2 separate regions of the Mus musculus genome follow, and region 2 is linked to region 1. The links are chromatin contacts, called in public targeted proximity ligation maps. All regions are on one chromosome and are shown on one strand. The core of a region is the stretch at or near the end of the contact, and the rest is flanking DNA. Distances in the headings are between cores, read along the strand shown.

The links.
Region 2: a targeted proximity ligation map of microglia shows a contact between it and region 1, with 5 times the contacts expected there. A contact is called at or near these places in 16 of 484 Hi-C or Micro-C datasets (the G1E-ER4 cell line, Sertoli cells, adipose-derived mesenchymal stem cells and 10 more), 2 of 130 datasets of targeted methods (large pre-B cells and microglia) and 1 of 9 other capture datasets (embryonic stem cells).

The regions. Positions count from the first base shown.
Region 1 is chr19:28,774,090-28,779,781 of GRCm38.p6, forward strand. It overlaps Gm35922 (a long non-coding RNA gene), which reads left to right. Exons shown (of 4, transcript XR_877801.1): 3 at 5,343-5,419. Among named protein-coding and RNA genes, the nearest start is that of Gm35922, 17 kb to the left of the region's middle.
Region 2 is chr19:29,483,384-29,489,075 of GRCm38.p6, forward strand. No RefSeq gene overlaps it. Among named protein-coding and RNA genes, the nearest start is that of A930007I19Rik, 36 kb to the right of the region's middle.

The DNA.
Region 1 (5,692 bases), core at 1,697-4,196:
AAAGAAAGAAAGAAAGAAAGAAAGAAAAAAAGAAAGAAAGAAAGAAAGAAAGAAAGAAAGAAAGAAAGAAAGAAAGAGAGGGGGAGGGAGGGAGGGAGGAAGGAAGGAAGGAAGAACAATGTGGTGCTGTTGTTTGGCTCTGTGATGTCACCCAAAGGCCCTTGTGTTGACGGCTTGGCCTCCACAGTAGTTCTGTTGAGAGGTGGTAGAAGCTTTAAGAGGTTGGGTAGAGTGAGAAATCTTCAGGCCACTGAAAGGATGCCTATGAAGGGCACTCTGGTCTATTCCTTGCCATATTCTTTGCTTTCCAGCCATTGGGCAAACTCCTTGGAGTTTGTTGTTCCCATGGTCATAGACAGCCTCTTCACGGGTCTAGAAACTACAGAGTCACTCAACCATGGGTCAAATTCTCAAAAACTATGAGCCAAAAATCGATCTTTTCTCTTTATTAGTCAAACCCTTCAGGCTTTTGTTATAGTGACAGAAAACTGACTCACACAAGTGATTGTTACTTGTAATATTTCCTGTGGCTACCGAAGTTGTTCAGTCTCTTCCTGGCTTGAACGTTACCTGTGGAAGACTGGCATTCTCTTTGAATCTCCAGTGCATAGCACAATGCTTGGTAGATAATAAGTGCTCACCAAATGTGTAAATGGATGGATAGATGGGTGAATGGATAGATGGATGGTTGAGTTAATGGATGGGACTGAATTAATAGGAATAGGTTGGGTGGATAGATTGGATGGATGGACTGATTGGATGGTTAGATGGATTGTATGTATGTGTGTATGAATGCATGTATGTGTGTGTCATGAATGGATTGGACTGGAAAGATGAAATAATGTATGATACATGTTGATGGATATGTGCATTCATGCATTGGCTGCATGGGTTGAATTGATGGGTTGAACCAAATGAAAATGGGTAGATGAGTGGGATTGAATGGATAGATATATATTGATTGGGTTGGATGTTTGGATGAGTTGGATGGATGGGTGTGAGTTCAGCACCATTCTCTGCCCATCATGTCGGAACCAGTAAATGCTCAACTAGGACTGGAGCATATTACAGCATTAATACCCCTCAGGACCGTGCATGAGCCTCCAAATGGCACATGTTCATTTGCCTTCTAGGAGATACATCTTGCCTTATTTTACTTGGTAGGACAGTTACCTCCCTCTTTCCCTCAGTTCCAGGACCACATTCTGTCTGTTTTGTATTGTTAGGGTCAGGCATCCACAGCTACATCCCCAAATCTCCAAATGCTTGTAGGATTTGGCTTTCTGCTAAATGCTAGCAGAAGGAAGAGACATTGTTTATTCCTCAGACTCTTTTGTAGCTGCTGGTATTTGTGGAAGCAGATATGGCCTTTCAGTGATCCAGCCTTCTGCACTAACTGTGGATCCTCATTGTTGCCAACACTGGCGAGGGTGACTGTGCTCAGCATTCCTAGTATTGGCTGGCCTAGGAACTGAATCGTATATTTTAATGATGGGTTTTCTTCCCTTTTAGTCTCTTGGTCCTTGAGGCTGACCACTACATCATACAGATACTGATCTCTGAATGCCACACAGTGTCACATTGCCATCTCCTCCTCTTGCTTCTCTAGTTCTCTTATTTGCTTTTCCTTCCAGGCCTCCTAAGTCCAAGATCTACGTTAAGTCCATAATTCTGAGCATGGTAGAGTCATTTCTGTTCTTCTGACAAAACCCTAACTGATAGATTTGGTAAAGGTGAGAGAAATATAATTATACAAGGTATCAAAAAACTCGGGTTTGAGAGCATTTCATTTGTTCTAGAAGTTAAATGGTTCTAAAATAGAGATTAAATGGGATAATTGTATCACTGTTAAGTAGTATATTACTAGTTTGGATCATAACTGCCCTCCAAAAAGCCCATGTGTTCAAGCCTCAATGGCCGCATCCATGGAAGCTGTAGACGTTTAGTATGTGAGGGGTAGTGGAAGGAGGAGAGTTCCCTGGGGCACATGCTCTTCAAGGATGCTATTTTTCCACTCTTTGCTTTCTGGACACCATGAGGTGACAAGTCTTTTGCACTGTATTATGATCCTGCTGTACTATGCCAAACTGCCACAAGCCCAGAGCGACATGGCTAAGTGCCCATGGACCTCTGAAATTGCATGTCAAAAATGTGTGCTTTCTCCTTGTGAACTGCTTATCTTAGGAATTTCTTCCAGTAGTGGAAATCTGAAGGTTGTACACAGTGGTGATTAGAATATTCCAGACAACCCAGAATAGTCCCTCATTTTTCTTGTCTTAGTATTATTGTTGTTTTCTTAATCTTTTGTGTGTTTCGAGACAGGGCTTTACTATATAGTCAAGGCTGGCTCCAAACTCACTAGAAAGCTAAAATTCCAAGTCCCAGGATTACAGGGCTGAGTGACCACACTCACTGCCCTGAGTTCTTTGATTTAGTATTGGGATGAGACAGCCAAAGAGTCCATGGGAGAGACTTGCAAGAAAAGTGAAACTTTGACCACATCTTCTTGTTGCTGTTTTAATTTTGCTTTTCACACAAACCTACAAGGATCTCTTTCTCATAGATTATTCTATGAGTTCCAAATGACCTATAATTCTATTGTTCCATGGTTTCCTTAGTATTTTATCAGGTTTATTATCCATCAAAGCCTTGCCTGGGTTGATCTGAGTGTTCGTTGGGATGCCCAGAGAAGTCGAGGTATCAGGACTCCATACCTCCTAATCTCCAGAGTCAAACTGCTGAAGTAAGGGAGTTAGCATTAATGCATTTTTTTTCTGTTGCATAGATGATTAAACCTCTCAAGATCAAGGCCCTTGTACCTCTGATGTAATTGCAATTGCATCTAACATGGCTTAAGCAGAAAAGCCAAGTCTATTCCTTTCCCAGTGTTCCGTGTGAGGGAAGATGCTCATGATGACCAGGTGGTGTCACTACCACCTAATTAATATATCCAGCTCCTTGGAAATCGTGTCCCACAACTGCGCTGGACTTCTCTTGAACTCTGATTCTATGCTTACACTTCCTGTTTGCCTCCCTTTCTCAAGTGCACAAACTTTGCCAAGAAAACCAGGGACTCTACACAGCTTGGGTTCTCTGAGAGCAAGCAGTGGTGTGTGTTCTGGTGGCCAGGCCTCACTGGAGAAACAAGACTAAAAGAGAGCAGAGGTCATCGCACTAGCTTCCTGGTGTTTGTATCCTAGTGACCAGGGAAGGATCCACTTAATGGACGAGTGAGAGAAGCTGGGTTCGACCTCTTTGTCTTCTTAAATCACCCTTTACAATCTTGCCAGTTTTCAGTAACATTTGAGTTGAATAAAGCTGAATTTTCTTTTTTATGTCTACCACTGCTATACCATTGTTATCCCTGGATAAGCAAATATCTAAGTTTACTATGAAGTTCTTATTTTTATTTGTTGGCTTAAATCTTTTTGTGTAATATATTTTTATCATATCCTTTCCCCTTCCCCTAACTCCTCCAAGATCCTCCATAGCCACCCAACTTCATGTTCTTTCTTTAAAAAGAAATCAGAACAAACAAAAACAAAATAAACAAAAGCAACACACACACACACACACACACACACACACACACACATAGAGTCCATTTTGTGTTGACCATCAGCTCCTCAGAATGTCATGGAGTGTAGCTGATATATCTATCATTGCTCCATTAGAAGAAACTGATTTTCCTGTTCCCAGTGGGTATTACAAACAGCTTCTTGGTTAGAGGTGGGACTTAGTGTCCACTTCCCCTTCTCCGTGTCAGGATTTTGTCTGTCTTGAATGTGTGCCAGGCTTAACGCATGCTGCCACAGTCTGTGTGAGTTCATGTGTGCATCAGCCCTCCTGTTGTGTCTGGAAGGCATCCACCATCTCTGGCTCTTGGATCCCTGAGCCTTGAAGGGAAGAGTTTGAGAAAGACATTCTATTTAGGGCTGGGTTGGCCAAAGTTTGTGGCCATTGTTCATGTATGGGTCTCAGAGTTAGTTCCTCTCTGCTACAGAGGAAGCTTTTCTGACTAGGGCTGAGAGATATGCTGACATATGGGTATAGCAATACATTATTAGGAGCCCTTTTCATGTTTGCTTTCCGTTTTCTGTTTGTTTGGTTTTTTGCTACGCTTCTTTATAAAAATAACAGTAATAGCTGTCTTCCTAGATCCCAAGACCTCTCTAGTCTCAGGTCATGAACGATTATGACTCATCTGGGTAACAAAGAACCTGTGCATCTGGCAGAAGTTATTGGATTATTACTTCTAGTTATTCACAGGCTTAGGATGCTATGTCCTCCGATAGAATTGTTCCTGTACAAGCTCAGACCTGGAAATAATATTTTACCCTTTGTGAATTCCAATCCTCTGGTTGCACTAAAAATCCACAGAAACGGTTGGAAGGAAATAGAATCTAGATTTACGAGCTTGAAAGAGACCTTTAAAGGCCCCTGTAGCTCTTCTCTGGTAACAGCCGACTTAATCTCCGTCTGAGCCCCTGTGTCCAGCAAGGCTGGTTTCCTGGATAATCCCCCCTTCTTTGTGTTAACTGCAGGATCATTCTGTGTCTAGAGTATAAACTGCAACAAATTGAGGTATTGGCTAGCAAACAAATCTCCAGTAATAGAAGTAGACTCCCTCCTTGCTCAAAACAAAGGTCTTTCTTTTTCTGTTGTCCCAGGGAGAACCTGGGTCCCCCCATCACACCTAGGTTATGCCTCCCCTGCATTTACATCCCTGAAAATCCATCTACCTCAGTAGGCCCTCCTTACGTTCGCAGGATGGCTGGAGGAGTTCTGGTCTGCTAATCATCGTTGCACTTACAGGGCATTAAGCTCGTTCCTTCTATTCCCCACATGGTGCTAAGGAAGATATGACCACTGGAGGAGGCTGGGCTTTCATGAGCTCCATCAGGGCAGTGGTTCTCAACCTTCCTAAAGCTGCGACCCATTAAATCGCTTCCTCATGCTGTCGTGATCCCCAATCATAAAATTATTTTTGCTGCTACTTCATTACAGTAATTTTGCTACTGTATGAAATGTAATGGTAGGTCACCCCTGAGAAAAGGTTGTTTGTGACCTACAGGTTGAGAACTGCTGCATCAGGGAAGATTATTAAAACAATAGCCATGACTGCTGGAGAAGGCTGTGGTAGTTTGACTAAGACTGGCTTCCACAGAATCATGGTTTTATACCTGGTCCCCAATGGGTAGAAACGTTTGGGAAGGACTAGGAGGTGTGGCCTTATTGGAGAGGCTGTGGGCTTTAAAGTCTCAAAAGACTTGTGTCATTCTCCATTTTTCTCTCTCCCCTTCCCCCTCTCCCTTCCCTTCTCCCTCTCCCTTGTCCTCTAGCTCACGGTTGTGGATCAAGATGTAAGATGTCAGCTGCATCTTTACTCTGACTTCATGGACTCAAAACCTCTGAAACTGTAAGTCAAAGTCAATTCTATTTCTTTTTTTTTTTTTTTTTTTTTTTTTTTTTCTCACCAAGATGAGCAAGCAAGGAGTCTCTGGTTGATTGAAGTTCCGATGCTTTCTCCACATGGCATTTTTTTTTTAATAAGTTGTCTTGGTCGTGGTGTTTGGTTGCAGCAATAGAAAAGTAACCAAGTTGAATCCTGGCTAGTAAGATGGGCCTGGAAAATACTCTGACTTCCAGAAATCTTCGCTAACAGGGCAGAAGAAGAGTAAGAGCAAATTTT
Region 2 (5,692 bases), core at 2,043-4,542, 710 kb after region 1:
AAGCAAGAATTGATTTTTTTCTTTAAAAAAATCCATTTTCATAATCATAGAACCCAAAACAATGGTTGACATTCATAAAATACTTTTAGAAATACTGTGCAGGGAGTCTAGAGAAAAGAAGCCAAGAAAGAAAAATATGTCAGTGAACTCAGGCATGACCACTGGGTCCACGTAGTCCCACCAACTGCCAGATCTGTCCCTTCAGTGGCCAAGGAATGTATCAGATTCACACAGCTTAACGGAGCCAGCAGCTGTGGTCACTCCAGCCACCCTGCTCCTGCCTCTCACCCTCTCCTGATACCTGGTTCCTGAGAAGAGCAATGAGTATTATTTGGCTTGTCATATAGCCTTTTCTACAGGAATAGCATATTCTAAGGTGACATTGAACTTATTTCTCAGTGGTGTCTTATTACAGAAACGTTTCGGAGGAGTTTTATTATCATAGCCCAGATTGTTAACCTAATTTTGAGTTTACTGTGACTAAACTTTTTTTTCTAGTGTGTGTGCCTGTGCATGTGTGTAGGTATGTGGGCGTGCAAACACATATGTGTGGAGGTCTAAGGCTGATGTCTTCCTTGACTGTTCACTTACCTATTGAGACAGGGTCTCTTGATGACCCCTGAGCTTCTTGTGTTGGCTAGTCCAGCTAGCCAGCATTCTCCAGGGACTCCCTACCAATCCTCCAGCTTGCTAGGATTGTAGGCTGGCTACCACACCCACCAGACTTTGACACTGCTTCTGAGGCTCTCAGTTCTTGTTACTTGAAAACACTTTACCCACTGAGCCACCACCACAACCCCTGGTGATTAAATTTGTCAACTTGATTCTCCTGAAAGGTCACAACTAGGAGACTAGTAAAGGTGACTCATGATATATCTGTGGGGTCACATCCACAGAGAATCCCATACGTGGGGAAGACCTGTGCTGCATGTGGTTGGAACTGCGCCATCCTGTAGACTGAGTGATCCAGGCAAAGGAAAAGTGGGATAAGGACAGCCCTTGAGAATGGGCTTCTTCTCAAATGCATCCCTGCCCCCATGCTGTCTCCTTCCCTCCTTGTTGGAGGTGTCGGTCCACTCTACCATGCAATACTCTTCCTGCCGTGATCACGGACACTCTAACACTGAGCCAGAAGAAATGTCTCCCTCCTTGGGGTGTTTTGTGGGGTTTCTTGTCACAGAGAAGAGAAAGCCAATTAATTAACATATTAACAGAACATCTCTGTTGATCTTGGAACAAAACCCTGAGATGCTAGCAAGGACCTGCATCCTGCAATGATGTGGCAGTGCCTGCAGCTGCCCCCATCTAATAGAACTTGTGTACCACTGTTCGTTCTAACAGCCAGGGTCCTCCCAAGAGGAGATGGTGCGTGCTTCCTGCTCAGTTCTGTTTGTCCTATGAAAATTAACTTCCACATTATAACAGCTGCAGCAAACAGAGGAAGCAAGCATGCCCAGGATGTTCATCTGTAGAGACAGAAAGGAAGAAATGATCATATTGCTTGTTAAACCAGGACATGTGCTGAAATGATTAACTTACCAAGCAATTTAAAATTGGAATAGAAAAAATACAAAATATTTAGTCAAGATAAAATTTGAACAGGCTTTTCCTGCTGTTTCATTGGCCAAGAAATTTCTTAATTGTATCACTACTTACATACATACTCTATAGTAATACGCTAAGCAATACACTAGACTATATGAAGCTGGTGGTTTCATAGATTGTTTATGGAAGAATAAATTGGCACAATGAGGCATATATAGGATTTATAGCATGGAGGGCAGGCCACTTGTCCTCCAGTTTGCTCAAGTAATTCTGCTGCTCAAAAATCTCTCCAAGGAAATGCAAAATATAGAAGACACTGTAGGCACAAAAAGTTGTTCTCTCTCTCTCTGTATGTGTGTGAGAGAGAGAGAAAGAGAGAGACAGACAGACAGACAGACAGACAGAGAGACAGACAGAGAGACAGAGAGAGACAGAGTTAGATTGCTCAAGGTTAATGTCCCTGTTTAGAAATGCTATTCCAGGAATTTTCTTCTAAAGAAAAGAAGTAGAACAGAAGGGAAAGAACTTGCTTTAGTTACAACATCTCTGTCCCCAAACTGGAAATAACTTGTCTAGCAGAGTGAAAATAGATTAGTCATAGAGCTGTGTTGGTATTATAGGTTACCATCGGACCATGGAAATCTCAAGAACAAAATTACAGAGAAATACAAAAAAAATTGTTGAATGTCATCTTAAGTCTCTGTATGTTGGTAAGTTATTATGAAGTCAGCACACAATTTGCATCTATTACTTGTCCATTCTCATGGGACCCTATGGGGGCAGGGGGTTCAAGTCTTAGACAGAGGAGAAAATGCAGACAGTGTTGCTGAGCCAGGACTGAAATGTAAGCTCACAAATACCAAAGCCCAGAGGAGAGACCAATAGTGGTGGGTATGTGTGAGAGAAGGGGCGGGGGATGGTGGGGTAATGCGCAGGGCACCTTAGCACCATTTGGGGTACAGTGCCAAGCCAAAATAAACAACCAAGGTAAGAAAATGGCTGGAAAGGAGTGCCCTAGACTGTCAAGAGGGCTTTGTTCAAAAACAAGGTTCAAAAATATGACCCTTCTGGAGAATCATATGCATACAAAATTCCTTTTAAGACAGCTAGCTGTTGGGCTTTGTGCAAACTGTCATTTTTCTCTAGAGTATGTTTTCTAAAGCAGAATGGCCACTGAGATGCTGTGGTGTTCACAGACAACAAAAATACCTCCACGATGTTGTTATTAGCAAGATCGTTTCTTTACAAAATTTGGGGAAAATTCCTCCTTAAAATCCTTTTGTAAAGATCAGCAGTAGGGTGGGAGGTGGTGGGGCAAACAGCTTATATTTCATATTCCTTTCTTTTTTTTTTCCTTCTTTCACTTTGCTTTCAAGGCTGTGTAACAAGAATTATAGTAATAGTGAGTAGCTCTGCCCATGCCATGAGACTGTAAGCAATTTTTATTCTCACTGTATTTGAGAGGCAAGCACAATTTGAGTATTTTCAGCATAAAAACATTTAAACATTATTTTTTTAAAATATGTTTAAATTTTAGAATTTCACTGGGGTTTTGGCAAAATTTTATACATACAACTTGTGTTTCCCGCAATATCGAGCGCAGATTTCCACCTGTGTTTTTCTGAGACTCTGAAGAGAAACTAAAAGATAAGTTTGAGCAGACACTGGGCTTGCCAGCATCCTGCTGGCCTCAGGAGATGTCACAAGGGCCAGAGCACATACGCATGACTGAGCTGTGGCTGAGCATATGAACCACATGTGACAAGAGACAGTGTGAGCACCCCTTCTGACGACTGCTTGGGGAAGTTGTCTTCAAGAACCACCCCAGGGTAGAAAAGTCATGTGTAGGGAGTGCAAGGGTCCTTTCCCAAAACACAAAAACTTTTGTTCAATGTTCTCAGAATGAAGAGTCTTTAGAGTGTCATCCCCAGGTGACTGCGACATAGTGGAAGTGACTCTGTGAGGGCTGTTGGGAAAGCATGAAGGCCCTGAGGGACAGTTCAAAGCCAGTTCAACCAGAGCTTTTATTTTCTGACTGAGCATCTGAGTGACAGGGTAAGGCACTGGACCATCTCAGCAACATCCTTCTGTTTCAAGGGTATATGGGGTCCACCCACTCCCCGGGGCGTATTACATTCTATCTTGTGATTTGAATCCCCGACAGCTATGTGTCATGAAGAGTACAAAACGTTGTATTAGATATGTTTCACACTGGGGGGGTTCAAAGAAAACTAGAGAAATATACATCACAAGCTGGGAAAGTTGTATCAAAACTGAGATTGCATACAGTTGTATGTCCAATGAAGGGAGACGGGCTCCAAGGAATTCAAAACAGAAGGGAGCTCGTGATCAGAAGTAAGGTAAGAAGCAGCGAGGAACGGAGAAGTGCGCTGAGCCTGGATGCTTTCCGGTGACGTGTGGAGAACAAGAATCGAGACTTGCTCTCCAGGATTGGGACTCCAAAATCCACCCAGCTGTCCAACCACTCCCCGGGCCACTCAGGATGGTCACTGGCATAAATTCCAGAGAAGCGCCTCAGATATGCCTTGCTGAAGCAAGAGTTTCTCTTGTAGTTGTAGATTGTGAGGGCTTCTGAGGGACCCTGAAGACAACTCCCAGGGCGCAGTCAGGGCAGCAAGAGCCACTCAGGGTCCTTGGGGAAGTAGGCATTTTCCCATCAATTCCGTCTGTTACAGTGGTGCAGTCACCGCCCGCGGTACTTGCTGGAACTCAGGCCTGAGTGCTGAAGAAGAACAATGTAAACTTGCAAGAGTTCGAGGCCAGCCTGGTCTACAAAGTGTGTTCCAGGACAGCCAGGGCTATACAGAGAAACCATGTCTCGAAAAACCAAAACCAAACAAAAAAACCACGTGGTGTTTTATTTGACCTGCCTTTCTTATCATCTGCCAGTATGAGTATCCATCCACTTGTCCATAGCAAGACAAAAATCAGATAAGGTACAGAAGAGAGACTTAGGGGATGGGGTGGGACGATGCCTCTCTCTCCCTCTCTCTCTCTCTCTCTCTCTCTCTCTCTCTCTCTCTCTCTCTCTCTCTCAGCCCTTTAGGAAACTAGGTGCCTGCCTTTTATCTGCTTGTGACAGGGTTAGTGAAGGACCAAGGTGAAATTATGAGCTTGGCTTTTGAGGCACTAGCCAGGGACTAGGATAGGGAGGGCATAAATGCTTCAAATAACCCTCTTCGGGAAGACTCAGGCAGTATGGGGTGGGGGGGAAGTGGCTGCATGTAAACAAGACAGGAAATATACTCACTCGTCCTGGCCTTCCCCTCTGCACACACTTCCCTGACCCTCTGTCTTTCTGCCTCGTCATTCTCTGTGGAGATCTAGGTTTTAAGAAGTTCCTACGCTCTATTCCTTAACTCCACTAGGTTAGTAGCATATGAGGACTTGGGGACCGCACCATTTTTTTTTTTTTTTTTACCGACTTAGACATCTGTGCTATTCCAGGGAATTGCCAGCATGAGGGCATCAGCCTGTTTTCCTTGTTCTTTTACCCAGCCATTCACTGGTGCTAAAGAAAGTCCTGAGCATCGTGGATCCAGAGAGTAAGCTGCAACTCTGTCGTGAGGGGCTGGTGTTTGCTGCTGAGTGTTTCCAGACCAGTGAAACTCAGACTCGAGTTTCAGGACGGAGACTGTAGGGAAAGAGGAAAGAGGGCTTCATTTCAACACACAGGGTCCAGCTGTATCAGCAAGAAAAAGATGACACTCATCCGTGTCACGTTCCTGTGCCCCAACTCTGTGTGCGTGCTTTAGTCACCGAGAAGAATGGCTAGAAACAGGAATTTATCTCGAGTTCTATCATTTCTGGAGATCATTTACAGAATTAACTAGGAGTTACTGGTGCAACGCTGGCTACATTTTCTCAGAACTCTTGTTTTTGTTTTTTGTTTGTTTGTTTGTTTGCTAAGCTTGGGCAGAGGAAGAGAGAGGAGAGGAGAGATATATCGCAGACATTTCTGAAAAGGTGGTCTTCAGACATGTCTCACTTCAGAGCTCTGGAGGAGAATGTCCTTCCATCAGTAACAACAGCTGACTTTGATGAACACTCACAGCCACTACAAGTTTTACATCAGAGGGTCGTGGAACGGAGATGTGAGGATCAACTTCATGGATCTTGCCAATCA